Regions from separate parts of the Mus musculus genome. Here all the other regions are linked to region 3. A link is a contact called in public Hi-C and HiChIP or PLAC-seq data. All regions are on one chromosome and are shown on one strand. The core of a region is the stretch at or near the end of the contact, and the rest is flanking DNA. Distances in the headings are between cores, read along the strand shown. Region 1 overlaps Dab2 (disabled 2, mitogen-responsive phosphoprotein). Region 2 has its middle 17 kb from the start of Gm16311. Region 3 has its middle 52 kb from the start of 5430437J10Rik. Region 4 has its middle 15 kb from the start of Gm41259.

Region 1 (6,657 bases), core at 673-3,172, 970 kb after region 3:
GGGTGGTTGTGAGCCACCATGTGATTGCTCAGATTTGAACTCAGGACCTTTGAAAGAGCAGTCAGTGCTCTTAACTGCTGAGCCATCTCGCCAGCCCCCCCCCCTTTTTTTTAAATTTAGAAAATGTGTCATTTAGGGTGACAAAAAAACAAAACAAAACAAACAAACAAACAAACAAAAACAATGGCAATGGAATCCAGTAAACATAAGCCAGGATGCAAAGCTTCAAGAAAGGCATAGACATGTGATGCATAGGGTAGGACTACTCAAATGGATGGAAAGCAAAGCAATTGGGTGTGTCAGGAGACCATCAGCAAAGTGAAAGGAGAGTTAAGACAAACAGGCCTTTGAGGGTGGTAGAAAATGGGAAAAAGACACAAAGTAGCAATCTTTTCCTTTTACAAGCTTATTCTTGAAAGAATCAAGAGAAAATAATCCTAAAATGGTCAGGTTACACTAAAGTATTTTCTTTATTTATAAGATGATGTCTGAGCAAGGTTGGGGGAGAGAAGGGGGCCATGTGGGAGAATGAGCACTGGTGCTCCTTAGAAGAGGAACTTAGTTTCACCCCTGCTTAGTTTGTAATGAATCCTCAGAGATGAAGAAAAGACCTTTAAGATTTGAAGGTCATAGATATAACTAAAAGAATCATCTCTCATGTCACCAAGAATCTCAGAGACCAATGAAAGCGCACAAAAAATAGGTGGCATATGCACTATTCTGGTTGCTTCATCAAATTATTAAAAATGGGTGAGTGGCTTAATGCAGGAGAAAGTGATTGCCACAGTCCTTCTGAAGGCACGAAGTCCAAAATCAGGACGTGACATACTTGGCTGCTTATGGGAGCTTGGAGATAGAGTCCACTCTGAGTTTGTGCGCCTAGCTTCAGGTGGGCAGTAGCTGTGACTTGGCTTTCCTTGGTTGACAGACACATCAAATCCAGCCCTTCTTGTTCCCACCTGCTTTGTGAGTCTGTCCCTCAGACCTCTCCTTACCTTTTACAGTAGGGGCGTGAGTCATTGGATTTCAATCCCTTCCCAAATTCAGGACAATCTAAGACTCAGGGAACTATGTCTTAGACAGACATTTATGGACCATCACATGTATACAATAAAACACCTTCTGTAACAAGAATGTGATTTCTAAGATAAGATTCATATGACTCTGAGCCATATGTGTAGGATAGAAGCTGGTTCTGCTGCTTGACAAGTAGTGCAATCTCTCTGCCTTGATCCTGTAATCCTGGGGTGTTGAGGATTTTTAAGAGTTAACAAGAAAAATTAAAGACTTTTTTTTTTTTAACCTTCCATGACTACAAAACAGCAGGTATTTCCCGTGTGGTAGGTTTGGTCCACAGTGTTGCCACACACGGGGGACATAGTACAGGATGAAGAAGGCTTCTGCAGTAAGGGAGTGTCCCGGACCAAAGAGAGTGTTACAGTAAGCTTCTAAACCAAATGGAGTCTCTTCTTTCCCTTTGGTCTACAGTTTCAGATTGTTCGCCCTTTCAAGCTCCTCTCCATCGTGGAGAAGCAGAAAACCAAGTGGTAGAAGAACCTTTAGAACCTTAGTTTACCCCTGTATGCTTTGCAATGGGCTGGTTTTCTCTACTGCAATACACAGGGAGGCCCGATAAAGAGCCTGTGAAGCTCATGAGTTTGGAAGACACTCGTGCTGAATAATACCATAAAGACATTTATTAATGTACACCATGAATTGTACAAGAGACACCCATAAATTCTCAGATAAACAAGCATATTGATGGGAAGAAATGGAAGTCATTTGTTTTTATTACTGATTTTTCAAATAGCATCTGAAACAATGTGTTTCATTATGACAGCTTTTTAATATAGATCGTTACACTTTGCTTGTAGTTTCTCCCACTACCTTCCCCCACCCAAACTTCCGTAAGCTACGCCCCTTCCTCTTTTAGCTATTCCTCTTTATGTTTTCATGCCATACATGCATGATATATTTGACCTAGACCTATATATATTTAAAGCTAGACCCCACGTGTCTTAGTCAGGGTTTCTATTCCTGCACAAACATCATGACCAAGAAGCAAGTTGGGGAGGAAAGGGTTTATTCGGCTTACACTTCCATACTGCTATTCTTCACCAAAGGAAGTCAGGACTGGAACTCAAGCAGGTCAGGAAGCAGGAGCTGATGCAGAGGCCATGGAGGGATGTTCTTTATTGGCTTGCTTCCCCTGGCTTGCTCAGCCTGCTCTCTTATAGAACCCAGGACTACCAGCCCAGAGATGGAACCACCCACAAGGGGCCTTTCCCCCTTGATCACTAATTGAGAAAATGCCTTACAGTTGGATCTCATGGAGGCATTTCCCAACTGAAGCTCCTTTCTCTGTGATAACTCCAGCTGTGTCAAGTTGACACAAAACTAGCCAGTACACCACGTAAGAAAGAAATATTTGATATTTTTTCTTTTATCCCCTCATGTTTCCTTCTGTTGCTTTCCCCTCTCTTTCTTTCCCAAAGAAGTCACATTCTGCTAATATGTCATCCACATATGAGAGAGAACGGGCAATGATTATCTTTCTGAGTCTGACTTAACGTTGCTTATCAGGTTGATTCCCAACACTACTGTCCCCTCCACACACACAGTCATGGAGGTATTAAAATCACAGTGCTTATACAGCACTTGAGGTCATATGTAGAATCCTAATAATAGATCCTTAGATCTATCAGTAAAGTAGTAAAGAGTTCTGCTCTTTTCTACTTTGAGGGGTGCTGGGGATACAAGCCGGGTGCGAGTCCTTCTTTATGCCCCTAGAGCACAGTTGCCTAATCTTAGCAATTTTGTGCATAAGGAAACTCCAAACATCCACTTTCAAACATCAGTCACAGTCTTATCAAGCTCAGGAGGTATGCTTCTATTTTGCTATGAAACCTAACCAGTTTCTGATTCCTATCTTTGATTGTAGATTCTTATGCCAAAGTTCTAACACAAGTTGCTGAGCTAGGTAATCATTAAATGCTACCAGAAATCAAGCACCTGATGAAAAGTTTACCAAACAATCCTTTCCCCTCTGGGAGCTTCAAAGGGAACAACCCTGCTTTCCAAGTTCCCATCTAACAGGGAAGGGTTGGCAAGTGCGTGCAGCCAGCCAGCATATACCAACAGCAAACTGGCCCTGTAGACATGCGCGGTCAGAGTTTAGGTTTGTTACATTTTTACATCACGATCCCTCTCCTCTACCCTCAGGTGTACTTTGTGGGTTCTGTCCTTTTGAGACCTGCCCGTCGGGGATTGGCTGGTATCAGTGACTGTCTACTGCTGGATTTTCTGCTTGCCTTCCCGTCATGTCTAACGAAGTAGAAACAAGCACAACCAATGGCCAGCCTGACCAACAGGCTGCCCCGAAAGCGCCATCAAAGAAGGAGAAGAAGAAAGGTATGGGAAAACAGCTCTTGTCTGTTGTCTGGCTACCACAGGAGCTTAGTCTCAACTTCTAACTTTTTTTCTTTTTGGCACAAGTGATTGCTTTGCCTCAGGTAGACTTGTTTCTGCATCTTTGGTTGTACCAACTCAGGTCCGGTTAGGAAAATTTCATAGCATTTTGTTCTTCCTTTCTTTCTTTCTTTCTTTCTTTCTTTCTTTCTTTCTTTCTTTCTTTCTTTCTTTCTTTCTTTCTTTCTTTCTTTCTTCCTTCCTTCCTTCCTTCCTTCCTTCCTTCCTTTCTTTCTTTCTTTCTTTCTTTCTTTTTTTCAAGACAGGGTTCCTCTGTGTAGCCCTGGCTGTCCTGGAACTCACTTTGTAGACCACGCTGTCCTTGAACTCAGAAATCCGCCTGCCTCTGCCTCCCAAGTGCTGGGATTAAAAGTGTGCACCACTACCCCCGGGTTTTTTTCTTTTTTTCTTTCTTTTTTTTTTTTTTTGATCATATGTCTTTCTAATAGTTATTTAGTTTAAACATATGATTAGTTGTACAACCACAACTATTGTGTAATTGTCTCTCCATAATTTATTTACCATTTTGCCTTACAGGCATCCCCATTTTTGAGAAATCAAATTTTTGACTTTATTAGATAGTTTTGGTTTTAAGTACCGAGAGATAGTATTCAAGTCTTAGCCTGCCAGAGCTGGAGAAGATGTCATGACCTTTCTCTTAGCTTTGGCCAGTCCTTCAGCTCTAGGTACGAGACTGCACAGCCTGTTTGGGAGCCCAGATGTAAATAGAAAGAAGGAATAATTTCCAGTCACAGCCATGAGAATTTACTGCCAGTTCACTTTTGTTTCCTTGGTGATTCAGAATATTAGAAAATTGTTTGATGGCTTAATTTTTTTTTTCTTTTACTAAGCAGAATATGCCATTTTTCTAAAATTCATTCAAAATAAAGCTTTGATGAAGAATATTCTCAATGCCCAGTTCATGAAATAATTCTTATGTATTTCTCATATGCATTTTGTGTCTTGAAGTGTATTTTGTTTGCTTTTATTTTTTTCTCCTCTCAATGCTACACTTGATATTATGAAACATGATTTTGCTCAAAAGAATAAGACTGGAAATCATGACTTACAGTCAGTATTCAATTTTTGGGGGAAGGGGGGTACCGAGCACATGTGATCGTACCTAAGGGTGACATTTAAATATAAGCTGTATCGTGCACTTCTTTTTTACTTTGTAGGTTCTGAAAAGACAGACGAGTACTTGTTGGCCAGGTTCAAAGGTGATGGTGTAAAATACAAGGCCAAGCTAATCGGTATTGATGATGTGCCTGATGCTCGAGGAGACAAAATGAGTCAGGATTCTATGATGAAACTCAAGGTAAGAGGAAGAAATCATTGGCCGTCTGAACCAAGCGTCTGAAGGAGGGAATTCTATTAGCGCTCACTGACTCATGTCTATGTGATTGGAAACGATTCTCTATTCACATTGATTCTATTCACATATTGAGCCTCCAGTGTTCTCTTTTCAGAGAAGCCAGGGCTAGTCTGACTTTTTTGAGTCCTGTTCTAGAATCAAGAATATCCCATCAAGGATAGCAAGAGTCTGAGAACCTTGTCATGTGGGCAAACTCAGAACTTGGATGAGCAAAGCCCCATCCCTAAATTTTCCACCATGAAATGATTTTAACAGTGGTGGGCAGTTGTGAGTGATCAGTATTCTGCATGGAAGACACAAACTAGGGACTAGGATGTTGGGCACCATGGAGAAGGTTCTTGCCTTTCAAGAGTAAAGACCAGAACTTAGATCACCAGCACCTACACAAATGTGACAGTCCATCTGCATCCCCGTATCTAGAGGCAGAGACAATATCCCCATGACAAGCTGGATTAGAGTGATCTTTGTGCTCAAATGAGAGACCCTACCTCAGTATAGAAAGTAGAGAACAATAAAGAAAGATATGTAGTATCATCCCCAGCCTCCACACACAAGTATACCATACACATATATGTATTCCAAAGTAATAAAAATTAAATAAAAATTGTAAAAGAAGTCACAGAGTGCCTATTGACTGAGAAAGTCTTTAGATGAAATACAGGACTCCACATGTGAATTTATATGTGTGCATGTGTGCACCTGAGTAAGGACAGAGGTTGACAATGAATGCCTGCCTTAATTATCCTTTATCTTACTTTTTGAGACAGAGTAGCTCATGGAACTCGAAGCTTACTACAGATTGGCTGCCCAGCAAGGTCTGGGGATACTGCAGTCTCTGCCTCCCCAGCACTGAGATTCCTGGTGTATACCACAGCAAGCAACTTTTATGTGTGTTCTTGGGGGATCAAACTTGAGTGCTCTTGCTTGTATGACAAATGCTTTACCAACTGAGCCATCTCTCCAGGTCCCGTGCTTCAGGATTTAAATTTCTGCCCTATGCTACCATGTGGACCTAATTAAACAGTACAGGTTTTAGGTGAGCCAGCTTCAGTGTGTGTGTGTGTGTTAGAGATATTAAATTTATGAGTGTGTACATATTAGGCAAGCACACTTTCACTAAGCTACATTCCTATCCCTACAAGAAATACATATATCTTCTACACCTTCCAATTACCCTTGATGAAAGGTACTTAAGCCTTTCCCAGATGCCATCCAAGCTGAAAGCAAAGCAGTTTGTCTTTCTAAGTTCTGCCATCAGAAGTATTATAGAACACTTTAAAATACATTTCTTTTATTTTCCCAATCTCACCAGGGAATGGCAGCAGCTGGTCGCTCTCAGGGACAACACAAGCAAAGAATCTGGGTCAACATTTCCTTGTCTGGCATAAAAATCATTGATGAGAAAACTGGGGTAAGAATGTGTACTTGCTCGCCAGTGGGTACCCACCTGATCTGACTGTGGTTGATTTCTAGTGGGAAACTGCCTTTTCTTCCTCAAAGTATGAAAAAGAAAACTACCATGTTCTACTTCTCCAAAATAGACAATAAAAACAGAGGCGTCAAGGTATCCTTTTTTGAACTTTATTTCCTATGAAACACATGACTGAGACCCTAAACATACGTATGCTTCTACTGTTGCATAGTAGTTGTTTTGATCCTCAGACTACACTAGGTTAATCTTCACCTCGCTTATTTTAATGTGTTGATCATGTGTGAATTTGGCAGCTTAGTTCAAAACCTTTAGAAGACTTTTCATCTCTCTTTCCCTGTCCTTCCCAACCAGCTGTTGTTCTAGGTTCTTCCTTCCTTCCTTC
Region 2 (7,067 bases), core at 1,704-4,203, 880 kb after region 3:
TCCTGTTCCTTTAGCTTTCCAAGTCTTAGGAGTCTCCTTATACCCCAAAGAGAAGGTTTGAATTTTGAAGAGCTACACAAGGCCAAGCAGACTTTAAACTCTCCATCCCACTGCCTCAGCTTCCTGAGTAGCCAATAACAGAACTGTGTACCCAGGCCAGACTGACTTTATAATATCAGAGACAGCATAGTGTCTGACGTTTGCGTCAAGAATTACTATTTCAGAGTTGGAGACTCCTGGGCTCACTGACAAGCTGTGAGACCTCAGGGAAGTTTCCCTGCAGTGGAAGGCTGAACCAGACTCGGATGGATGTGTGTAATTGTGCAGAGACACGTTCCATTCCCTCTCACAGCCATTTGCTCATTTGCGCACTAAACTTTACGTTCTCCCCAGAAGCAGCTTCGGCACATTTCTTAGCACATTGCTCCAGTGAGCATCCATCAATCTGTCAGACTTGGCACATGATCTCAAGCATTTTTGTGGAACTAGATGACTGCAAAGGTTCTTCCAAAACACTGCAGCTCCATATGTTAATAGAGTCTTAACTAACAGGCTTTAAAGGAGATGCTTAAAAATGAGCAGGGCATGGTGAACTATGCCTATAGTCATAGCATTCGGAGTGCTGATGCAGATGGATTGTACATTTGAAGCTAGCTGGGGCTACCTAATGACTTGGAGACCAGGCTAGTCTGGGCTATATAGTACAAAATTAGGTCAAAAAGAAAATACATAGGAAGGGAAATGAGAGGAGAGGGGAGAAGAGATGGAAGGAAGGGATAGGAGGAGGTAAAGGATGTAGGGAGAAAAGAGAAAAGAGAAGGGAGGGGAGGAGAAAGGAGGCATGGACAAGAGCGGGGAGAGGAAAGGGGAAAAAGTCAGTGATGGCATTGACTGTCATCTCAGCACTGAGGAGTCTGAAGCAGGAAGATTACACTGAGTCAAAGCTTGCCTGTGCAACACAGTAATACCAAGTCAGCCATGGATGCATAGTAAAACCTAATATTTAAATAATAACAATCCTCTGTTTGTGTGTGTGTGTGTGTGTGTACATATAAACATAAAACTTACCTGTCTCATATCATCTTACTCTTAGTAGCCACAAACCTCTATTCCATAATATACCCCTAGCTACTCTATAGGCAGACTGGTTGTGCCTATAATATAACAGAACTAATCTACGATGCAATTCATTGTTTTTCCTTCTCTACTAGCTGAAAAACTCGTTATTGTTCAAAACCGCATAATCAGACTGGCTGATTTTTGTATAAAATTTTTTGAGTCTCGGGGCCTCTGTAAAACATCAATAAGAATCTACAGATTCTCTGGGAAGAGTTAGAAGTAGGAATGGGAGTATATATGATCAGATCGTACAATCTCAAAGATTGATAAATGTATTTTTACAATGACATACAACAAAAGAGTCATAAATATTTTGTAGCTTATAAGCTACTTTCAAATTGCTTTATAAGTGCTCACGTCATTAGATGGATTTATAAAACACAATGGTTTTCACCAGACAAAATACAAAAGCTCTCCTCATAAGCACAATAGTTCTCATCAGACTAGGAGAAAGGGCTAGTAATAAACGGATTATGAACCCAGTGCTTGAATCAACCAAAGGGAATTTTTGTGTTGAACACTCAAATATAGAACACACGGTGTCAAGTATCTTTTAAGTCTTCAATGAGGCCAGGAGAATGTATTCACTTACAAATATGCTTAGCAAATGTGGATCAACACTGCTGTCCAAGTTCCCTGCTGAAACCTCATTTGTATGACTTCCTTTCTTGAAGTAGTGTATCAAGTAAAAGTGGTGGCCAATATCGTTACAGGTCTTGGCCAATAAAACCTACACATCTCAAGAGCATAAAGAAAAATAAACCGGGCGTGGTGGCGCACGCCTTTAATCCCAGCACTCGGGAGGCAGAGGCAGGCAGATTTCTGAGTTCGAGGCCAGCCTGGTCTCCAAAGTGAGTTCAGGACAGCCAGGACTACACAGAGAAACCCTGTCTCGAAAAAAAAAAAAAAAAAAAAAAAAAAAAAAAAGAAAAGAAAAGAAAAAGAAAAAGAGAAAGAAAACGTGTTTCCTGATTTGCTTTCCCTCTCCTCCTGGAAGCAGAGATTGTATTATTAAGAAAACCACCTAACAGGATCACTGGACACTTCTAGTGTTTCAGTCAAAAACCCTTACAGTTGCTCTTAGCTGGTCCCTTTCTCTAAACACTTCACCCAGCGTGTTTATCCAGTTCTGTTGGCTCTTGCTTTACTTCTGACTGCTTCTCATCACCAGCTTTCCTCATGCCTGCACTGATTACACCTGTAACCACATAGCTTGTGCCTTGCTCCAATCCTTCGTCTCACCTCTCTGTCTGTCTGTCTGTCTGTCTGTCTGTCTCTCTCGTTCTGTCTCTCTCTGTCTCTTTATCTCTCTCTGTATCTCTTTCTGTCTCTCTTCTCTTTCTGTATGTCTGTCTCTGTCTGTCTCTGTCTCTATCTGTCTCTGTCTCTGTCTCTGTCTCTCCCTCTCCCTCCTCCTCCCCCTCCCCCTCCTGCTCCCCCCCCTCTCTCTCTGTGGGGGGGTATGGCATGCTAGGAAGAAAACCTCTTCCTTAGGCTAAACAAATATTTTCCCACTGAGCAATGTGCCTAGCCCTCCCCAGCATGTAGCACAGTGTCTAGCACATAGCAGGTGATCGGTAAACAGCTTGTAGAATGAAGAAATAAGGGAATGAATTAGCCAGCTGCCAGTATGACTCAGGATCAGAGGAAACAGCCTACTCACAAGCAATGCACTCCTAGTACAGGCTTTTCTGAGAATTTATATCCAAACTTCATAATTCAGTTTCCTTCTCTCTAATTGAATCAATCTCCCCACCCCCTGCCCCAGTTTTGCAGATCATAGTTTGCAGTTAGAAGAAAGGATTGCATCGTAGTGTTTCAGAAATGATTACATCATTTCAAGATTTGTACCACTATCTCCCTTCTTCGGTGGCCGGCACTATTTCACAATCACCAAATAAGTTGGGGAAAATGTCGATGTAAGCAATCCCATTTCATTACTTACTCACTTCTTTATGCTTAAGACAAAAATTCCAAAACATTGACTTAAAACAGGCAATAGTACTATATGCTTAGTAATTTATGGGAGGTTGCTGAGTATGAAGGCAGTTTAGAGAAAGTGGAATGACACACATATATTTTAACAAATACAGTAATGGGTCAAGTTTATAAGCATCATTTTATCATAAGGTGTTCAGATACCAAATCCACATTTCATCTTATAGCCACATAAACCCTAATAAGAAATAATATGTAAAATCCCAGCTTCAAAGCCAGGTATAATATCTCATAACTATAATGCCCACACTCAGGAGACTGAGGAAGGAGAGTTATTGTGCATTTAAGTCCAACCAAGGCTACGCACTGTATTCTAGGCATCCACCTCATCAATAGCATAATAGCCTGCTTAAGAAAGAGAGAGAGTGAAAGGCAGACAGAATGGCAGAGAGACACAGAGACAGAGAGAAAAGAAAAGACAGGCTGGACATGGCTACCCATCCTGATAAGCACAACAATTGAAAGTAGAAGGGACAGCTGGTTCAAAGCCAGCATCAGCTACACAGGGAAGTTGAAATTAGCCTGGACTCCAAGACACCTTGTTCCAAGCAAAACAAAACAACAACAAAGAATGCAGTCACCTCAAACTAAATTCATTGGCACATGTGTGCACACACATACATGCACACACACTCACTGACACACAGTAGGATGAAGCCTTGCTGGGGAGTTGGATTTTACAGGAAGAAAAGAAGGAGAAGAAAGATGAATAGGGAACAGAGAGAGTAAAATTCATTGTATACATGTATGAAGTTGTCAAGAACAAAGCCAGGTTTTGAAAGTTTCGAGCAAAGGAATGTTTAATGAAAAGACAAAGAATGATCTGGTCACCACCCAAGCTCATTTCCAAATTTGGTCAAAACCTCACTACTGTCAGCGTGAAAATGGTAGACATTACTGGATTTGCATGGTAAAATAATTTCTGAGTTCTAAAATAATGATAATTGGCTAAGCATTTTTCAAAGAAAACATAAAGTTGGTATTATTATTACTATTATTAAAGTTTTAAAGAACTTAAATATTGAGGCAGCAGAACAAACTGTGAAGTCCTTCTTTTGAATAGTCTAGAGCAGAACTCGGATGGAATCTCAGAGCGTTACAATCCAAACTCAAAATCCCTCCATCTCCCAACATCTGTCACATTAAAGAGCAGGTTAGCATGACTATTTTTTAAATATTTTTTAATTTATTTTTTTAATTTATTTACAATTCAAGTGCTATCCTCTTACCCAGTTTACCCCCTCCCTCTCCTGGAAATGCCCTATCCCATCGCTCCTACCCCTGCTTCCATGAGGGTGTTCCTCCACCCACCCACCTACACTGGGCCATCTATGGAGCCTTCATAGGATCAAGGACCTCCTCTCTTCCCATTGATGCCTGGCAAGCTGGAGCCACGTGTACTCCTTGACTGGTGACTTAGTCCCTGGAAGCGCTAGGGGATCTGATTGGTTGATATTGTTGTTCTTCCAATGGGGTTGCAAACCCCTTCAGCTCCTTCAGTCATTTCTCTAACTCCTCCATTGGGGACACCCCACTCAATGCAATGGTTGGCTGTGAGCATCAGACTCTGTATTTGTAAGGCTCTGGCAGGGCGTCTCAGGAGACAATTATATCAGGCTCCTGTTAGGAAGCATTTCTTAGCATCCACAATAGTGTCGGAGTTCGGTGACTGTATCTGGAATGAATCCCCAGGTGGGACGGTCTCTGGACGGTCTTTCCGTCAGTCTCTGCTCTGCACTTTTTCTCCATCTTTGCTCCTGTAAGTATTTTGTTCTCCTTTCTCTGAAGGACTGAAGTACCCACACTTTGATCTTCCATCTTCTTGAGCTTCATGTGGTCTGTGAATTGTATCTTGGGTATTCTGAGCTTTTGGGCTAATATCCACTTATCAGTGAGTGCATTCTGTGTGTGTTCTTTTGTGACTGGGTTACCTCACCCAGGATGATATTTTCAAGTTTCATCCATTTGCCTAAGAACTTCATAAATTCATTGTTTTTAATTACTGAATAATACTCCAGTGCGTAAATGTACCACATTTTCTGTATCCATTCCTCTGTTAGCATGACTGTCAAAAAAAAAAAAAAAGTCTCCTCATACTTGAAGGGAAACATGTAAAAAATAAATCATATTGAAACAATGACATAATTTGTTTTGTGAGGACTATTTAAAATTTGAATATTATCACCACAGTGAAGACAGTAAGGTCATCAGGTGATAAAAGTCCCTTTTTAAAGAAAGCAGGGGTAGAGGTGGGAGAAATTGGTCCAGGCGGAAGGGTACTGTTTCAGCAAAGGAACTGCCTATGGTGTGGTCTTCTTGCTGATGGGTATGTTCAAGGGTCTTGGGCCTTCACTTTCTTCCTTTTCAGGTAGCTGATTCCATCATTATTTCCCATATTTTTTAGGCTCACTTTCAAGGTCTTTCAAGTTTCTATCAAGGAAAAGAGGCACCTTACAACCATGCCACAGGATGACCTGACAAAAAATTTAAGTTGTTAACATCCTAGATCTCCCTCTGTAGGAGTCATGAGTGCTTATGTAAGACTTGTATGTTTCCTGCATTAACTTAAGGAGAAAAATGGGTTTTTTCAATCAGCTTTTCAAGCTGAGGCTGAATATCAGAAACCTTTGACCAGAAAAATTCAGGCCGACTCAACAGAACCTTGGATTGCTTTAAATAATAATAATACCCAACTCTTCAGGTTGAAGGATGCATAGGACAGTGCCCTTGTCCTTCCAGGTCTCTGGCCAGTTCACCCACTATTGGAGAGTGGGTTGTATTGGACAATTCAGTCCACTACAAGGATGCCCAGCACTCTGGCTTCCACATCTGTCCACAGCAGTATCCCTAATACTATGTAGCAGAATTGAAAGAACATGGCTGTCCTGTTTATTTTGCTTTTGCCTTCCAAGGATGGCCAAGCAAGGTGAATCAGCATAGTTCAGTGGCTCATAGTGGTATCACAGATATTCATGATGAAAAGACCCTTAGCTTATTCTTCAGGTTCTTATGAATGAAAACTAACACCAGGAACCATTTGGTTTTCAGAAGAACAAACAACATACATACTCAAGCCCATCCCGGTGGCAACCTCCTCATCGTCATCAACATCCATGAACAGCAGCTTCTTTTTCAGAGAAATCCTTACCAAAGCAACTTTTTGAGTTCATGTGGCAGAAAATAACGTGATTCACCTGCATACTGGAAAAGGTTCAATAAATTGCTTTAATTCTTCTTCAAACTTGGCATCCAAGATACGATGGGCATCATCAATAACTCTGTAAGAGCCTTATACATAAACCCCTGAGCATTCTGCATATGGTCCAGGAGCCCACCTGGAATGGACATGATAACGTTGAATCCATTGATGCCCTTCTGCACAGTGACAGCATTAACAGGTCTGCTTGTCTAAATGAGAATGATGGGAGAAAAATATTTCAGCTCAGAATAGTTCCAGAAACACTAGGTCATGGGATTAAAGTGTCTTCGTTGTTCTTAACTTCTAAGAGTTGACTATAAAAACAAAGATTGTTAACATAACAAGCCAGAAAGAGAAAAGCTGCCTTGGAGTATCCTTCACCCTAGAAACCTGCACAGCACTTTTCCTACACTCTTAAGAACAAATGTATTTGCAGCATAAATTAAACTGGGGGTTGGCATTTGTCCCATTAATTGGATCAATGAGTGATACAAACGAGATGACTCAACTCTTACAGTGATCTTTTCTTAATTTGAATTGTCTTAATTTATGTGTCTCTAGGGAATCAGGCAGCTGACACTAGAACCACAAAGTCTTCGCCTAACTCTCCTGTCTTGGTGATGACTTATTTCTAAGTGAACCTATTGTGTCAAATTAGTACACCAAAATGTCTTTAATATATCTGTCACGTGAAATTAAGCACCTATTCCCCTGGGGCTTTTCCTTGTAGGAGAAGGGAAGAAATGGAAGA
Region 3 (7,162 bases), core at 4,279-6,778:
TCTAATTTTCTGAGGAACCTCCCGACTGACTTCCAAAGTGGTTGTACAAGCTTGCAATCAACCAGCAATGGAGGAGTGTTCCTTTTTCTTCACATCCTTGCCAGCATCTGCTGTAACATGAATTTTTGATCTTAGCCATTCTGACTGGTGTGAGGTGGAATTTCATGGTTGTTTTGATTTGCATTTCCCTGATGATTAAGGACATTGAACATTTTTTTTTTCAGGTGCTTCTTAGCCATTTGTTATTCCTCTATTGAAAATTCTTTGTTTAGCTCTGAACCCCATTTTTTTAATGGGGTTATTTGAATTTCTGGAGTTCGGCTTCTTGAGCTCTTTGTATATATTAGATATTAGTCCCCTATCAGATTTAGGATTGGTAAAAATCCTTTCCCAATCTGTTGGTGGCCTCTTTGTCTTATTGACAGTGTCTTTTGCCTTACAGAAGCTTTGCAATTTTATGAGGTCCCATTTGTCAATTCTTGATCTTACAGCCCAAGCCATTGCTGTTCTGTTTAGGAATTTTCCCTCTGTGCCCATATCTTTGAGCTTTTCCCTACCTTCTCCTCTATTAATTTCAGTGTCTCTGGTCTTTTGTGGAGGTCTTTGATCCACTTAGACTTGAGCTTTGTACAAGGAGATAAGAATGGATCAACTTTCACTCTTCCACATGATAACCACCTGTTGTGCCATCACCATTTGTTGAAAATGCAGTCTTTTTTCCACTGGATAGTTTTAACTCCCTTGTCAAACATCAAGTGACCATAGGTATGTGGATACATTTCTGGGTCTTCAATTCTATTTCATTGATCCACCTGTCTGTCACTGTACCAGTATCATGCAGTTTTTATCACAATTGCTCTGTAGTACAGCTTAATGTCAGGCATGGTGATTCCACCAGAGGTTTTTTTTTTTATTATTGAGAATAGTTTTGCTATGCTAGGTTTTTTATTTTTCCAGATGAATTTGCAAATCTCTCTTTCTATCTAAGTGAAGAATTGAGTGGTGATTTTGATGGGGATTGCATTGAATCTATAGATTGCTTTCGGCAGGATAGCCATTTTGCCTATATTAATCCTGCCGATTCATGAGCATGGGAGATCTTTCCATCTTCAGAGATCTTCTTCAATTTCTTTCTTCAGAGACTTGAAGTTCTTATCATACAGATCTTTCACTTCATTAGTTAGAGTCACACCAAGGTATTTTATACTATTTGTGACTATTCTGAAGGGTGTTGTTTCCCTAATTTCTTTCTCAGTCCATTCATCCTTTGTGTAGAGAAAGGCCATTGATTTATTTGAGTTAATTTTATATCCAGCTACTGCACTGAAGCTGTTTATCAGGTTTAGGAGTTCTCTGGTGGAATTTTTGGGGTCACTTATGTATACTATAATACCACATCTGCAAATAGCGATATTTTGACTTCTTCTTTTCCAATTTGTATCCCCTTGATGTCTTTTTGTCGTTGAATTGCTCTGGGTAGAATTTCAAGCACTGTATTGAATCTGTGCGGAGAACGTGGGCATCATTTTCTAGTCCCTAATTTTAGTGGTATTGCTTCCAGTTTCTTTCCATTTAGTTTGATGTTGGCTACTGGTTTGCTGTAGGTTGCTTTTATTATGTTTACGTATGGGCCTTGAATTTCTGATCTTTTCAAAACTTTTATCATGAAGGGGTGTTGGATTTTGTCAAATGCTTTCTCGGCATCTAACGAGATGATCATGTGGTTTTTGTCTTTGAGTTTGTTTATATAGTGGATTACGTTGATGGATTTCCATGTATTAAACCATCCCTGAAATTTGGATGAAGCCTACTTGGTCATGATGGATGATCGTTTTGATGTGTTCTTGCATTCAGTTTGTGAGGATGTTATTGAGTATTTTTGCATCAATATTCATAAGGAAAATTGGTCTGAAGTTCTCTTTCTTTGTTGGATCTTTGTGTGGTTTAGGTATTAGAGTAATTGTGGCTTCACAGAATGAATTGGGAAGGGTACCTTCTGTTTCTATTTTGTGGAATGTTTTGAGAAGAGTTGGAATTAGGTCTTCTTTGAAGGTCTGATAGAACTCTGCACTAAAACCATCTGGTCCTGGGCTCTTTTTTGGTTGGGAGGCTATTGATAACTGCTTCTATTTCTTTAGGGGAAATGGGAATGTTTAGAATGTTAATCTGATCCTGATTTAACTTTGGTACCTGGTACTGTCTAAGAAGTTGTCCATTTCATCCAGGTTTTCTAGTTTTGTTGCGTATAGCCTTTTGTAGTAGGATCTGATGATGTTTTGGATTTCCTCAGGTTCTGTTGTTATTTCTCCTTTTTCATTTTTGATTTTGTTAATTAGGATACTGTCCCTGTGCCCTCTAGTTATTCTGGCTAAGGGTTTATCTATCTTGTTGATTTTCTCAAAGAACCAGCTCCTCCTTTGGTTGATTCTTTGAATAGTTCTTTTTGTTTCCACTTGGTTGCTTTCAGCCCTGAGTTTGATTATTTTCTCCCATCTACTCCTCTTGGGTGAATTTGCTTCCTTTAGTTCTAGAGCTTCTAGGTTTGCTGTCAGGCTGCTAGTGTATGGTCTCTCTAGTTTCTTTTTGGAGGCACCCAGGGCTATGAGTTTTTCTCTTAGGACTGCCTTCATTGAGTCCCATAAGGTTGGGTATGCTGTGGCTTCATTTTATTACACTCTAAAAAGTCTTTAATTTCTTTCTTTATTCCTTCTTTGACCAAGGTATCATTGAGAAGAGTGTTGTTCATTTTCCACGTGAATGTTGGCTTTCTATTATTTATTTTGTTATTGAAGATCAGCCTTAGTCCATGGTGATCTGATAGGATGAATGGGACAATTTCAACATTTTTGTTTCTGTTGAGGCTTGTTTTGTGACTAATTATGTGGTCAATTTTGGAGAAGGTACCATGAGGTGCTGAGAAGAAGGTATATCCTTTTGTTTTAGGATAAAATGTTCTGTAGATATCTGTTAGATCCATTTGTTTCATAACTTTTGTTAGTTTCACTGTATCCCTGTTTAGTTTCTGTTTCCATGATCTGTCCATTGATGAAAGTGGTGTGTTGAAGTCTCCCACTATTATTGTGTGAGGTGCAATGTGTGCTTTGAGCTTTAGTATAGTTTCTTTAATGAATGTGGCTGCCCTTGTATTTGGAGCATAGATATTCAGAATTGAGAGTTCATCTTGGTAGATTTTCCCTTTGATGAGTATGAAGTACCCCTCCTTTTCTTTTTTTGATAACTTTGTGTTGGAGGTCAATTTTATTCAATACTAGAATGGCTACTCCAGCTTGTTCCTTCAGACCATTTGCTTGGAAAATTGTTTTCCAGCCTTTAACTCTGAGGTAGTGTCTGTCCTATTCCCTGTGATGGGTTTCCTGTAAGCAACAAAATGTTGGGTCCTGTTTCTGTAACCAGTCTATTAGTCTATGTCTTTTTATTGGGGAATTGAGTCCATTGATGTTACAAGAAATTAAAGAAAAGTAATTGTTGCTTCCTGTTATTTTTGTTGTTAAAGTTGGGATTCTGTTCTTGTGGCTGTCTTCTTTTAGGTTTCTTGATGGATTACTTTCTTGCTTTTATGAGGGTGTAGTTTCTGTCCTTGTGTTGGTGTTTTCCCTTTATTATCCTTTGAAGGGCTGAATTCATGAAAAGATTTTGTTTGGATTTTGTTTTATCATGGAATACTTTGGTTTCTCCATCTATGGTAATTGAGAGTTTTTCTTGGTATAGTAGCCTGGGCTGGCATTTGTGTTCTCTTAGGGTCTGCATATCATCTGTACAGGATCTTCTGGCTTTCATAGGCTCTGGTGAGAAACCTAGTGTAATTCTAATAGGCCTGCCTTTATATGTTACTTGACATTTTCCCCTTACTGCTTTTAATATTCTATCTTTATTTCATGCATTTGTTGTTCTGATTATTATGTGTTGGGAGGAATTTCTTTTCTGGTCCAGTCTATTTGGACTTCTGTAGGCTTCTTGTATGTTCATGGGCATCTCTTTCTTTAGGTTTGTGAAGTTTTCTTCTATAATTTTGTTGAAGATATTTGCTGGCCTTTTAAATTGAAAAATCTTCATTCTCATTTACTCCTATTATCCATAGGTTTGCTCTTCTCATTGTGTTCAGAATTTCCTGGATGTTTTGAGTTAGGATCTTTTAGCATTTTGCATTTTCTTTGACTGTTGTGCCGGTGTTCTCTATGGAATCTTCTGCATGTGAGATTCTCTCTTCCATCTCTTGTATTCTGTTGCTGATTCTCACATGTATGGTTCCAGATATCTTTCCTAGGGTTTCTATCTCCACCACTGTCTCACTTTTGGTTTTCTTTATTGTGTTTAGTTTCCCTTTTAGGTCTTGTATGGTTTTGTCCTATTCCATCACCTGTTTGGTTGTGTTTTCCTGTATTTCTTTAAGGGATTCTACCTCTTTAGCAGTGTTCTCCTGTATTTCTTTAAGTGAGTTATTAAAGTCCTTCTTGATGTCCTCTACCAGCATCAAGAGATATGATTTTAAAACCGAGTCTTGCATTTTGGGTGTGTTGGGTATCTAGGACTGGCTGAGGTGGGAGTGCTGGGTTCTGATGATGGTGAGTGGTCTTGGTTTCTGTTAGTAAGATTCTTATGTTTGCCTTTCGCCCTCTGGTAATTTCTGGAGTTAGTTGTTATAGTTGTCTCTGATTGGAGCTTGCTCCTCCTGTGATTCTGTTAGCCTCTGTGAGCAGATCTGGTAGTGTAGCTCTCTCCTGAGTTTCAGTGGTCAGAGTACTCTCTGTAGGCAAGTTCTCCTTTTTCAGGGAAGGTGCACAGATATCTTGTGTTTGGACCTCCCTCCTGGCTTAAGATGAAGTCCTGAAACAGGGCCTGTCCCAGAATCTGTATACCTTCTGTAGTGTGTTCTCTCACCTGAGCAGACTAGTCTCTGAGGGATCTGGTACCCAATATTGCTCTCCCAGGTGCTCTGTTGTAGAGCCCTCCTGGGCAGGGCAGATACCTCTCCTCTGTCAGGGAAGGTGCCGGGATGTCTGGAGCCCGAAATGGGCTCTGTTCCAGAAGCTGTGTTGCTTCTGCCTGTTGTAGAAGCTGTGTAGCTTCTGTAGTCCGCACTCTCGCCTGGGCAGACTAGTCTTTGAGGGATCTGGGACCCAAGATGGCTCCCCCCAGGTGCTCTGCAGCAGAGCCCTCCTCTGTCGGGGAAGGTGCCTGGATGTCTGGAGACTATAAATTTTTACTTCCTGGTTCCTGTTTTCTTCTGTGTAACTCTTCAACTTTACACTGTATCCTTGTTTCCTTTTCTGTAATCCCTCAAAAGCATAGACTTTTCCCTGGAAAGGAAACTAGAGATCCTGTTGTCCAAGTCCTTCACCTTACAGACGAGAACCTCCAGGCCAATGTTGATTTATTAACACCCGGAAGATGAATAAAGTAATAGCAGAAGTGAAAGATTAGGATCTTTTGAGCATAGTTGCTGTCAACGTGGTTTGACTCTTCTCAGAGCTCTGAGTCACTGTCTGTGTGATTGCACATTTGATTAAACACATACAGTTCCTTCTATAATTAGAGGCAGGTAAAAATAGCAAAGTGACTTGACCACTTCTCCATTTCCCTGGAGCCCATGTCACAATTATCGTCTTCCTTTTGACAGCAATGTTATAGTTTTATATTAACTATTTTATTCGTTTTTGGGGGTTTAATATAATTACTGCCTGGGGCCACTGAGGATTAGTGAAGCATATGTAAATAAAATCTGGGTGAGTTCAGAAAAGCACGAGGAGGGGAGATGTAGGAAACCCCCTGTAGCATTGCAGAGGTGTCAGGGCAGAAGTGAGAGCTGCAAACATGTCACAGCCTGGCGATGCTGTATCATAACCTACAAGTCAGGAGGTCTGGATTCCCTGTTCCTGGGTGCAGGTCTGAACCTTGGAAAGTTGATGACATTTAGCTGTCATTGGTGGCTTTCATTATTAGAATGAGCTAAAAGAGAAGGGACCTTTAAAGTGACCTTTCCCACCAGAACCTATGACCCAGATGATGTCATGCATGACAGGCCCTGTTACAGGGATTTTTCACATGATCAGCTGAGGAGCTACAATATCCATTTTGAACTTGTCCTGTAGTTCTCAAAAGAATGTACTAATCTTCAGCCGTGTGTGTGTGTGTGTGTGTGTGTGTGTGTGTGTGTGTGTGTGTGGGCCTTCTGTATGAGAATGAGAAGATGTTGGGTGAGAGCCTCATTTAGGTGACAGGAAAATAAATTACTTCAATCTACATTAATGATGAAAGTTCATTTACTCCTATTTTATTAATATATTTTTAGTTAAAAGAGAATTACATCCCTTTCCCACTACCCCTTTCCTCCCTCCAGCCCCTTCCCAGATATTTTTTCCTCCAATCCCTCCTATGACCTTCCCATGCTTACATTGCTAGCCTCTATTTCTTTGATTATTACTGTTTCATATATACATATGTGTGTGTGTGTGTGTGTGTGTGTGTGTGTGTGTGTGCACGTGCATAAGTATCCACAAATATATAATCAACTTTCTGGGTCTTTTTTGGTTGTTTGTGTATATATGGACCCGTATTCATTGAGTAACCAACAAGGGGACTTATATCCAGGAGAGGCTAATTCTCCTCTGGCTGTTATTAGTTGCCTGTGGGTGGGTCCCATGACATTTTACCCACTTTCATGTCACCAGATCTATTGATAATGAAATTGTTCCAGTCTTGTTTATTCAGCCATTTCTAGGAGAGACTGTTTCACAGCCAACTTCCTGGTGTTCTGGATCAGACAATCTTTTTACCCTTTCTTCCAGGATATGCCCTGAGCCAAGCCATAGATATAAGAGCTGTGATATAAGTGTATCCATTGAGGCTGGGCTCCTCATGATCTGTCGCTGTATTGTGTTCAGCTGTGGGTTTTTTGTGATAGACTCCATTTGCTGTAAATAGAGGCTCTGTTTGATGAGGTGTGGGAGCTACCTACACTTATCTGTACCCACAGCATTGAAGGATGAGATTTGAGTTGTAGTGAGTAATTACTCTGGTTTAGCCAAGTCATGGTGGTAAATTCTTTTCTAAGGTCTATGCCCTCACAAAACTTGAGAAGCTAGCTAGATTTCCCATACAAGGCATGAATTCCTTCCTGTTGCATGAGACTTAAGTCTAATTA
Region 4 (7,334 bases), core at 63-2,562, 610 kb after region 3:
CCCCTGCTTTATCTCCTCATAACCTGTGTGAAATTGCGACATTAATATCCTTTCCTTCAAAGCAGTCACACTAAGAAGTGGGGCTTTGGGAGACTGAAAGAGGCAAATCTCTCAGGGTTGGGTGTCAGTGTTCTGGCCAATAAGGACCCCAGAGATCAGCCTTCCTCCTTCCATCACGTGGGGACACACCAAGAAGGATTATCTGCGAACCAAATATGAGCCACATGTGTGCCAATTCTGCCAACACTGGGATCACTGCCTGAGCTATTGTGGCAAGAAAATGAAAATATGTAGTCTGGTCAAGTCTGTGGCAATGATTCTACTATTCATTTCAGTTAATAGCTTGAATCTGACTAGAATTGCTACCCTTGGGGTTTCTTCCATTTTTTACTTGTTTTTATTGTTGTTGTTTGTTGGTTGGTTTGGTTTGGTTTGGTTTGGGTTTTTAAGGGTTTTTTGTTTGGTTGGTTGGTTTGGTTTGGTTGGTTTTCTTCTTACTCAGAAAGATCTGAATAAGTTTCGTACAACTTCATTTGTTATCTTGAAATATAAAGAGGCAATATTTGACTCAAAACTCAAGACCTAGGAAATTGAACCCTGACCTTCATGAAAAATAAAATCCATCAGCAATATGAAAATAATGGATAATTTTTCCTTTTATTTTTTTATTTGATATTTTATTTATTTGCATTTCAAATGTTATCCCCTTTCCCAGTTTCCACTCCGCAAACCCCTTCTCCCATCCCCTTCCCCGTGCTTCTATGAGGGTGCTCACCCACCCACTCCCACCTCACCTCCTTAGCACTCCTGAGAGGCTCTGCCAGAGTCTGGCCAATACAGATGCGGTTGCACACAGCCAAAACTGAGCACGGGGACCCCAATGGAGGTTAGGGGAAGGACTGAAGGAGCTGAAAGGGGTTTGCAACCCCATAGGACATCAACCAATGAGCCTCCTCCACCTCCCACCCCCCAGCTCCCAGGGACTAAACCATCAACCAGAGTACACATGGGGGAACCCATGTCTCTAGGTGCATATGTGGCAGAGGATGTCCTTGTGGGGCATCAATGGCAGGAAAGGCCCTTGGTCCTGTGGAGGCTCGATTACCTAGTGTAGGGGATTTTTTTTTTTTTTAACTTAGAACAAAACACCTGCCCACCTGTGGATCCTGCCAGTCGCAGTGCCAGGGAGCAAGGGATGTAAAGTCTGATCTGGGACCTGACTCAGGATTCACACAGGCTTAATGCCTCAGATTGCAATTGCGGGAGCCTCTGTCACTAGCTCATTGTTTTCCAGCATGACCTGCAGAACACTCATCTGTTACTGTAGTGGCAGGCTTTCACAATATCCTCTAGCTGAAGAAATATGACCACAGCCAGGCTGACTTCAGACTCAAGCTATTTCGGAGGCAGCAGCTGCTGCAGCAGTGGCAGTAACAACAGGGCAGAGGGGGGTGGGCGGGGGTTGCTGTGGGGAGAGCGAACAAAGTGCTGCCAACTCCCAATGAACCATGTGAGTGCTTCATATTAGCTAATTATCTGGGGGCTGGATATGGGAAACACATCAGGAACTTCTCAGAGCTCCTGGGGCGCTATTTTCATTTTTCTTTTGTTTTTATTAGATATTTTCTTTAGATATATTTCAAATGCTATCCCAAAATTTCCCTATACCCTCCCTCCGCCCTGCTCCCCTACCCACCCACTTCTGCTTCTTGGCCCTGGCGTTCCCCTGTACTGATGTGTCCAAGCAAGGCTAGGGATGTGCAGGTCACAAGGAGTCTTTATCTCTACTTCTTCACCAAATTTCTCTACATCTGTTGAGCGCCCTTTCCCTTCCTACCGACTCCCGACTTTAAGAGAAGGAATTATAATGTGCTAGCTCAGTCTTTTTCAGAGTCTTTTCTTCTGTGGCAGACAGCAAATGACTTTTGCATGTGTATATTTCTAAACATAGAAATCCAAGAAAGATTTCGATATTTTGGCTAACAAGAAAAGTTGGTCATAAATCAAGCTAGTACTGTTACAGAAAAAGTGAGGTAAGGACAACATACTTCACAGGATAAATTAAATTCCCAATGTTCTAGATAATTCTTTCTCTCTCTCTCTCTCTCTCTCTCTCTCTCTCTCTCTCTCTCTCTCTCTCTCTCTCTCTCCCTCTCTCTCTCTCTCTCTCTCTCTCATGATTGCAAAATATAAATTTGATCCCACAGTATGTGTGATGTCAACAAATTAATATTAATTAAGTCAAAGTATAATGAGATTTTACAAAAGCCTAAAAACCCAAAACCTAACAAGAAGAAAAGAGTACTTTGTAAAACCAGAACATATAGACTAAAATCATTTAAAATGTCCTCTGAATAACTTACCACTTCAGAAGTTAAAACTTCAGGGGGAGACGTTTATTAAAAAACCTTTAAATATTCAATAGAGTACACTCATCTGGGCCATAACTACACATAAACTTCCAACAAGAATTCAGCCTTTGGAAAGATTTTATCAACATAGTGTGTCTGTGGGGTGTGTGTGTGTGTGTGTGTGTGTGTGTGTGTGTGTGTGTGTGCCACACAGGGTGATAATTCTGGCCCTAACAGCTTTAGACTAGCAGAATCCCCAGTGGTAGGCATGGGAAACTTAAGTTGTTGGTTGGAGGCATTCAATTGCCCGTTGTTGTCGTCTACCAAAACTTGAAGGTAAGACCATATTGCTGAAGATACCACATACTTTGAACATTAGACTTCCAGGAATTCATCTAAAGTTGACCTGGACACCTCCTTCACCAAAATGGCTTTCATAATATCTGAAAGTGTTGTGAAAGCCACCAAAGGAGAAAAGCAATCAGTAGTCCTACCTGGCTGTAAAGCCAGCACACCAGAACAATGACTGATCCAGCAAGATATCCCTAGTGGCACAGTAGTAGCAGGTATAAATTGAAGGTAACTATCTGCTGTCTAATGGAATGGAGTGGAAACATGCCTGAAACTATAAATCTAGGAAACTAACTATGGCTGTAGAGGTCATGGACCTAATGGAGAACTTACTAATACCACTGTGCTAAACCAATTTAATTTCTGACATTGTTCTTATTCTCATACCAAGAGACCCACAGTTCGTCAAAACACAGAGGTTTGGGAATATACCCAGGTTCATGGAACTCTGATTTACAGCAGCAGTGTGGTTTCTAAGTGTGGTGAGAAAGCAGCAGCTAGGTCATCCATTCAAATTTGCTATTTTAAGAGTTACAGCAACATACATAAGGAAATGACCACTGACATTATCTCTCTATGAAAGTATTCAAAGCCACAGTACATGACCCAAAGATACAGGAAGCATCTATAGGGCCTGAACCTCCTTAACACTGCCCCACAAACCAAGCCAGTTTCTATTTTAATTAGACTTAAATAAGCAACCACCACACCCAAGGTTCTGAAATTAATTGCCCTTTCGTTTATTATCACTTGGTCTTGTCTAAAATTTAGCATTATGATAGTATTGTTTCCCAAACTGCTTCTGGAAGAGTGGCCAAATTTCAACATCTAAAGACTTTTACACATGTAAGGGCGAGTTCCTCAGTAAACTTAGCTGAAATGGAAACCTCATTAACTTGCCACAGGAATTTACGTAGAGCTTGGACTGTAACCTATCAGAAAGGTTCTTTTGGTGAGCTATATGTAGTTAATTTCTATCTAAAGAACAATGACATATTCTGGTTATGAATCTCTTAGACCAACATTACTTTGTGACCCTGTTTTCATTTTTAATTAGCTCAATAGTTGGTAACAGGAACATCTTTCCTGCTTGTTTACATTGCTGTGTGGAAATCATAGCACTGAGCCCTGAGGTCATACTCCTCTACCACGACCATAGTCCTCTTTTCTCTATAAACCTGAAGTGTTAATGGACTAAAATGTAGTTAAGTCTCAACTGAGTGGCATCTCCTTTTTCTATGGTTATAGTCTTTGGATATGCTAAAACTCCTGTCTTATAACACTAGCTGTGTCTGAGATCTCCCCTAAAATGGTTCATTTTGAATTTTTTCTTAGGCGACACAGCTTTCACTATTTGTGTGTGCCCTGGGCTTTTATACTATAAAAATGCCTTGCTTCTTCATGGTTGTGTTGCTCAAGTGATGTGTTTCTCTTAATGTGACAGGGGGTAATGTTTTGTACTGTCAAAAAGACGATTCCCTGAAACTCCTCGTATTACACAACAGTGTTCAAACAGACAACCACAGACATTCAAAACTTTGGGAGTTTAAAAGCCTTATTCCCATTAAAGTGTTAGAAAGTTGCCGCGTTCCAACTTATCTGCACTTCCCAGGCTTGCTGATTTGCTGAGTCACTCATGCTGACTCATGCATGGGTCTTGCCCCTGAATACTTCTTACTTATTCCCCTAAAATTAATCAGAGAAAATAAAGCATAAAGAAGAAAATATCTCTTTAGCTTCCATTAATAACACGAGTTTTGTACCTCTTTCACCAAAATTAACTTCTTGGGTGGCAATTGCCCAAAAGTAAAAATTAACTGACTAAATGGTAATACAGCTATATTAAACTATTATAGTTGTTTTGAGAATACTATATTGAAAAAAGGTATTTTATGCCTTTCCACAATGTCAGAATTTATCGAAATACAGTAAACTCACAAGCTGCACATGTGCCTCATTGGAAATTTGTCTTGTAGCCTCAAATTCCATTCATAACTGTTGTGAGACACTGGCTCTTTTATTCCAACCCTCCTTACTAATATTTAATTTTAGATCATACATTATACACAATACTGATATCTCCATATATGTAGATTGTAGAACAACTAACAAAGAGTTAAAGGGACTACAGTGGTCTTCAAGAGATTCAAATAGGCTTACTAGAGGAAGAGGAAGGCTGATATACGTGGGAGCACAGGTTAAATAAGGAAGGCTGCCAGATCCAAATTACCAATGACAGAGTTCACCCAAGACCCAAGCTTGAGTTGAGCTGCAGAGGTGAGGTACAGGACCACAGATGTCCTGAGGTGTGGTTCATGGCCCAGTCTGGGTGAAATAACAGATGGACAGCAGGACAGACAGAAGTTAGAGTAGTCTGTGTCAGCAGTGGAGTTCAAGCTGGGCTAAAAGCTTAAGGACAGTTCTTCATGCATCAGGCTTTGACTTACACACCCACTGGTGAGATGGCAGGTCAATGAGGCCACTGGCATCACAGTGCTAGGTGTCCTTTCTGTTCAATCTAGCTGAGGTCACTATAGACTTGTTTCTGGCCTGGTGCATTACGTAAGTTCCCAGACCTAATTTTCTTGATGTGGTTTTAATATATCTATGTGGTCATATGGTCCAAATTTGCTTTGATAAGTCTATGAGGAGCTACCATTTTACTTTTAGAAACAAATTATGAATCAGTCTGTGCTTAATGGTGGTACTAGAGAGGTGGTTTGGTATGTAAATAAACAATAAGGTACAGTAATCTTTTTTTTTAACTTATTCTCTTTACATCCTGCTCACTGACTCCCTCCTGGTCACTACTCCTACAATACTTCCTTTGAGCAGGTGGGGACCCTGGTACAACATGTCTCTTTGAGGTTAGGCACATCCTCTCCTACTGAGGTCAGACAAGGTAGTCCAGCTAGAACACACCCCACATACATGCAACAGCTTTTGGGATAGCCCTCGCTCCAGTTATTTGGGACCCAGATGAAGACCAAGCTGCACATCTGCTACATATGTATGGGAAGGCCTAGGTCCAGCCTGTGTATGATCTTTGGTTGGTGGTTCAATTTATGAGAGCCCAAAGGGTCCAAGTTAGTTGACTCTGTGCGTCTTCCTGTGGCGTTCCTATCTCATTCAGAACCTGCATTGTTTTTTTGTTTTTTTGTTTTTTTGTTTTTTTTTTTTTTTGTCTTTCATAAGAGTTTCCAAGCTCCATCCAATATTTGGTTGCCTGTGTCTGTATCTGTCTGAGTCAGCTGCTGGGTAGACATTCTCAGACGACAGCCATGTACTCCTGTCTGCAAGCATAACAGAGTATCATTAATAGTGTTGGGGATTGGTGCGTGCCCATGGGATGGGTCTCAAGTTGAGACAGCTATTGGTTGGTAATCTTGCCTCATTCAATAATGGCCTTAATATTTCTTATAATATGGTGTCCCACTGGGAGGAAAACTGTGATCAGAATATCCTGTATGTATATATAATATGTGGATATGTATACATATAAAATATATAAAATATTTGTGTAATATAAAATATATATAACACATGTATATATTACACATAATATGCATATATGATGTAACATATATATAATATATATGTAAAAATTTCACATAACAAAACATCATCTAATTCCAAGTATGCTGTAAAAGACAAGATTTCATTGGTCATTATGGGTGAAAACTCCTTTGTGTGTATACCCCATGTCATCTACACCAGCTCATCTGTTCAGTGACATTGATGCTGTTGTAATATCTTAGCTATCATAAATGAAGCCACAGCAAGTATGATATATATATATATCATCATCATCACACTAGTTCTACTTTCTTTGCATATAATCCCATATTTAGATAGTAGTATCATATTGTAGACATATTTTAAGCTTCTTGAACAAGGACTTAATTGGGACCAATATAGACTGAATCTATCTTTTACTAACACAGACAGGAAATAAGGAAATTTCTGTGTCAACTTTATGTCAACAAATCTAGGGCTCAAATATCCTTTTCAGCACCATATTCCTTAATTCAGAAAAGCAATGTCCATGCCCATAAGTATATACAGTTCATATGTTAGAAGGGGATTTCTTCTCTGGCAGTGTTCACTTATTAGCCAGAATGAACAGCCTGCATGTTCTGTCATGTATTGGAAATATTGCTCTACTCTTCCCACCTCTGTTGCAAGCACACTAGTTAGCTTTAAAAATTGGATACTTGTACACAGAATTTCACAAATAACTAGAAATTGAATGACAATTAACAAATAAGAGCCCCTTATCTATACATTATTCTAAATCATCACACTTAGTCATTAAAACACACATGCCGTTGATAACAAAAATGTCTGCAAAAAATAATTACTTGATATCCAATTTGTGTGCTGCTATTGGAAATACTGTTCCCAGTCTTTGCCAGAGAGCGTCTCATTGCAATGGGTAAGGGTTAATGAAGAGACTATTGACAGAGCTAAGAAAAAGGAATGGTGAGTGCTCAGCTGTTGATGGACATCTATGTTCCTTAGCCTCCCTGAAGCTTCATGAGCATCATGGAAGAGAAGGAAGAGATCCTGAATGGGAGGAGAGCTATACATGATGAGTTCTGGATGTGCCATGGTTATTATACACACTGACTG

The links. A called contact is a pair of places that touch in the nucleus more often than the background predicts. HiChIP or PLAC-seq counts read pairs in DNA pulled down with a chosen protein or histone mark.
Region 1: a contact with region 3 is called in an H3K4me3 HiChIP or PLAC-seq map of bone marrow-derived macrophages, with 7 times the contacts expected there. The contact joins two enhancer-like sites. A contact is called at or near these places in 1 of 115 datasets of contacts at active chromatin or transcription factors (bone marrow-derived macrophages) and 1 of 9 other capture datasets (macrophages).
Region 2: a contact with region 3 is called in an H3K4me3 HiChIP or PLAC-seq map of bone marrow-derived macrophages, with 5 times the contacts expected there. The contact joins two enhancer-like sites. A contact is called at or near these places in 1 of 115 datasets of contacts at active chromatin or transcription factors (bone marrow-derived macrophages) and 1 of 9 other capture datasets (macrophages).
Region 4: a contact with region 3 is called in a Hi-C map of myeloid progenitors, with 2.5 times the contacts expected there. The contact joins two enhancer-like sites. A contact is called at or near these places in 1 of 484 Hi-C or Micro-C datasets (myeloid progenitors), 1 of 115 datasets of contacts at active chromatin or transcription factors (bone marrow-derived macrophages) and 1 of 9 other capture datasets (macrophages).

What each region holds. Positions count from the first base shown.
Region 1 is chr15:6,413,584-6,420,240 of GRCm38.p6, forward strand. It overlaps Dab2 (disabled 2, mitogen-responsive phosphoprotein), which reads left to right. Exons shown (of 15, transcript NM_023118.5): 2 at 3,223-3,411; 3 at 4,647-4,786; 4 at 6,156-6,254. The coding sequence starts at 3,321. Among named protein-coding and RNA genes, the nearest start is that of C9, 28 kb to the right of the region's middle. Within about 2 kb of position 1,923, at least 7 of the 459 cell types and tissues checked have an H3K27ac peak or open chromatin away from gene starts, as enhancers often do. A contact at or near this core is called in bone marrow-derived macrophages, where this site is marked.
Region 2 is chr15:6,323,393-6,330,459 of GRCm38.p6, forward strand. It overlaps a transcript of Dab2 not described here and the pseudogene Gm18888. Among named protein-coding and RNA genes, the nearest start is that of Gm16311, 17 kb to the left of the region's middle. Within about 2 kb of position 2,954, at least 20 of the 459 cell types and tissues checked have an H3K27ac peak or open chromatin away from gene starts, as enhancers often do. A contact at or near this core is called in bone marrow-derived macrophages, where this site is marked.
Region 3 is chr15:5,441,088-5,448,249 of GRCm38.p6, forward strand. It overlaps the pseudogene Gm46496. Among named protein-coding and RNA genes, the nearest start is that of 5430437J10Rik, 52 kb to the right of the region's middle. Within about 2 kb of position 5,529, at least 126 of the 459 cell types and tissues checked have an H3K27ac peak or open chromatin away from gene starts, as enhancers often do. A contact at or near this core is called in bone marrow-derived macrophages, macrophages and myeloid progenitors, where this site is marked.
Region 4 is chr15:6,055,714-6,063,047 of GRCm38.p6, forward strand. No RefSeq gene overlaps it. Among named protein-coding and RNA genes, the nearest start is that of Gm41259, 15 kb to the left of the region's middle. Within about 2 kb of position 1,313, at least 72 of the 459 cell types and tissues checked have an H3K27ac peak or open chromatin away from gene starts, as enhancers often do. A contact at or near this core is called in bone marrow-derived macrophages, macrophages and myeloid progenitors, where this site is marked.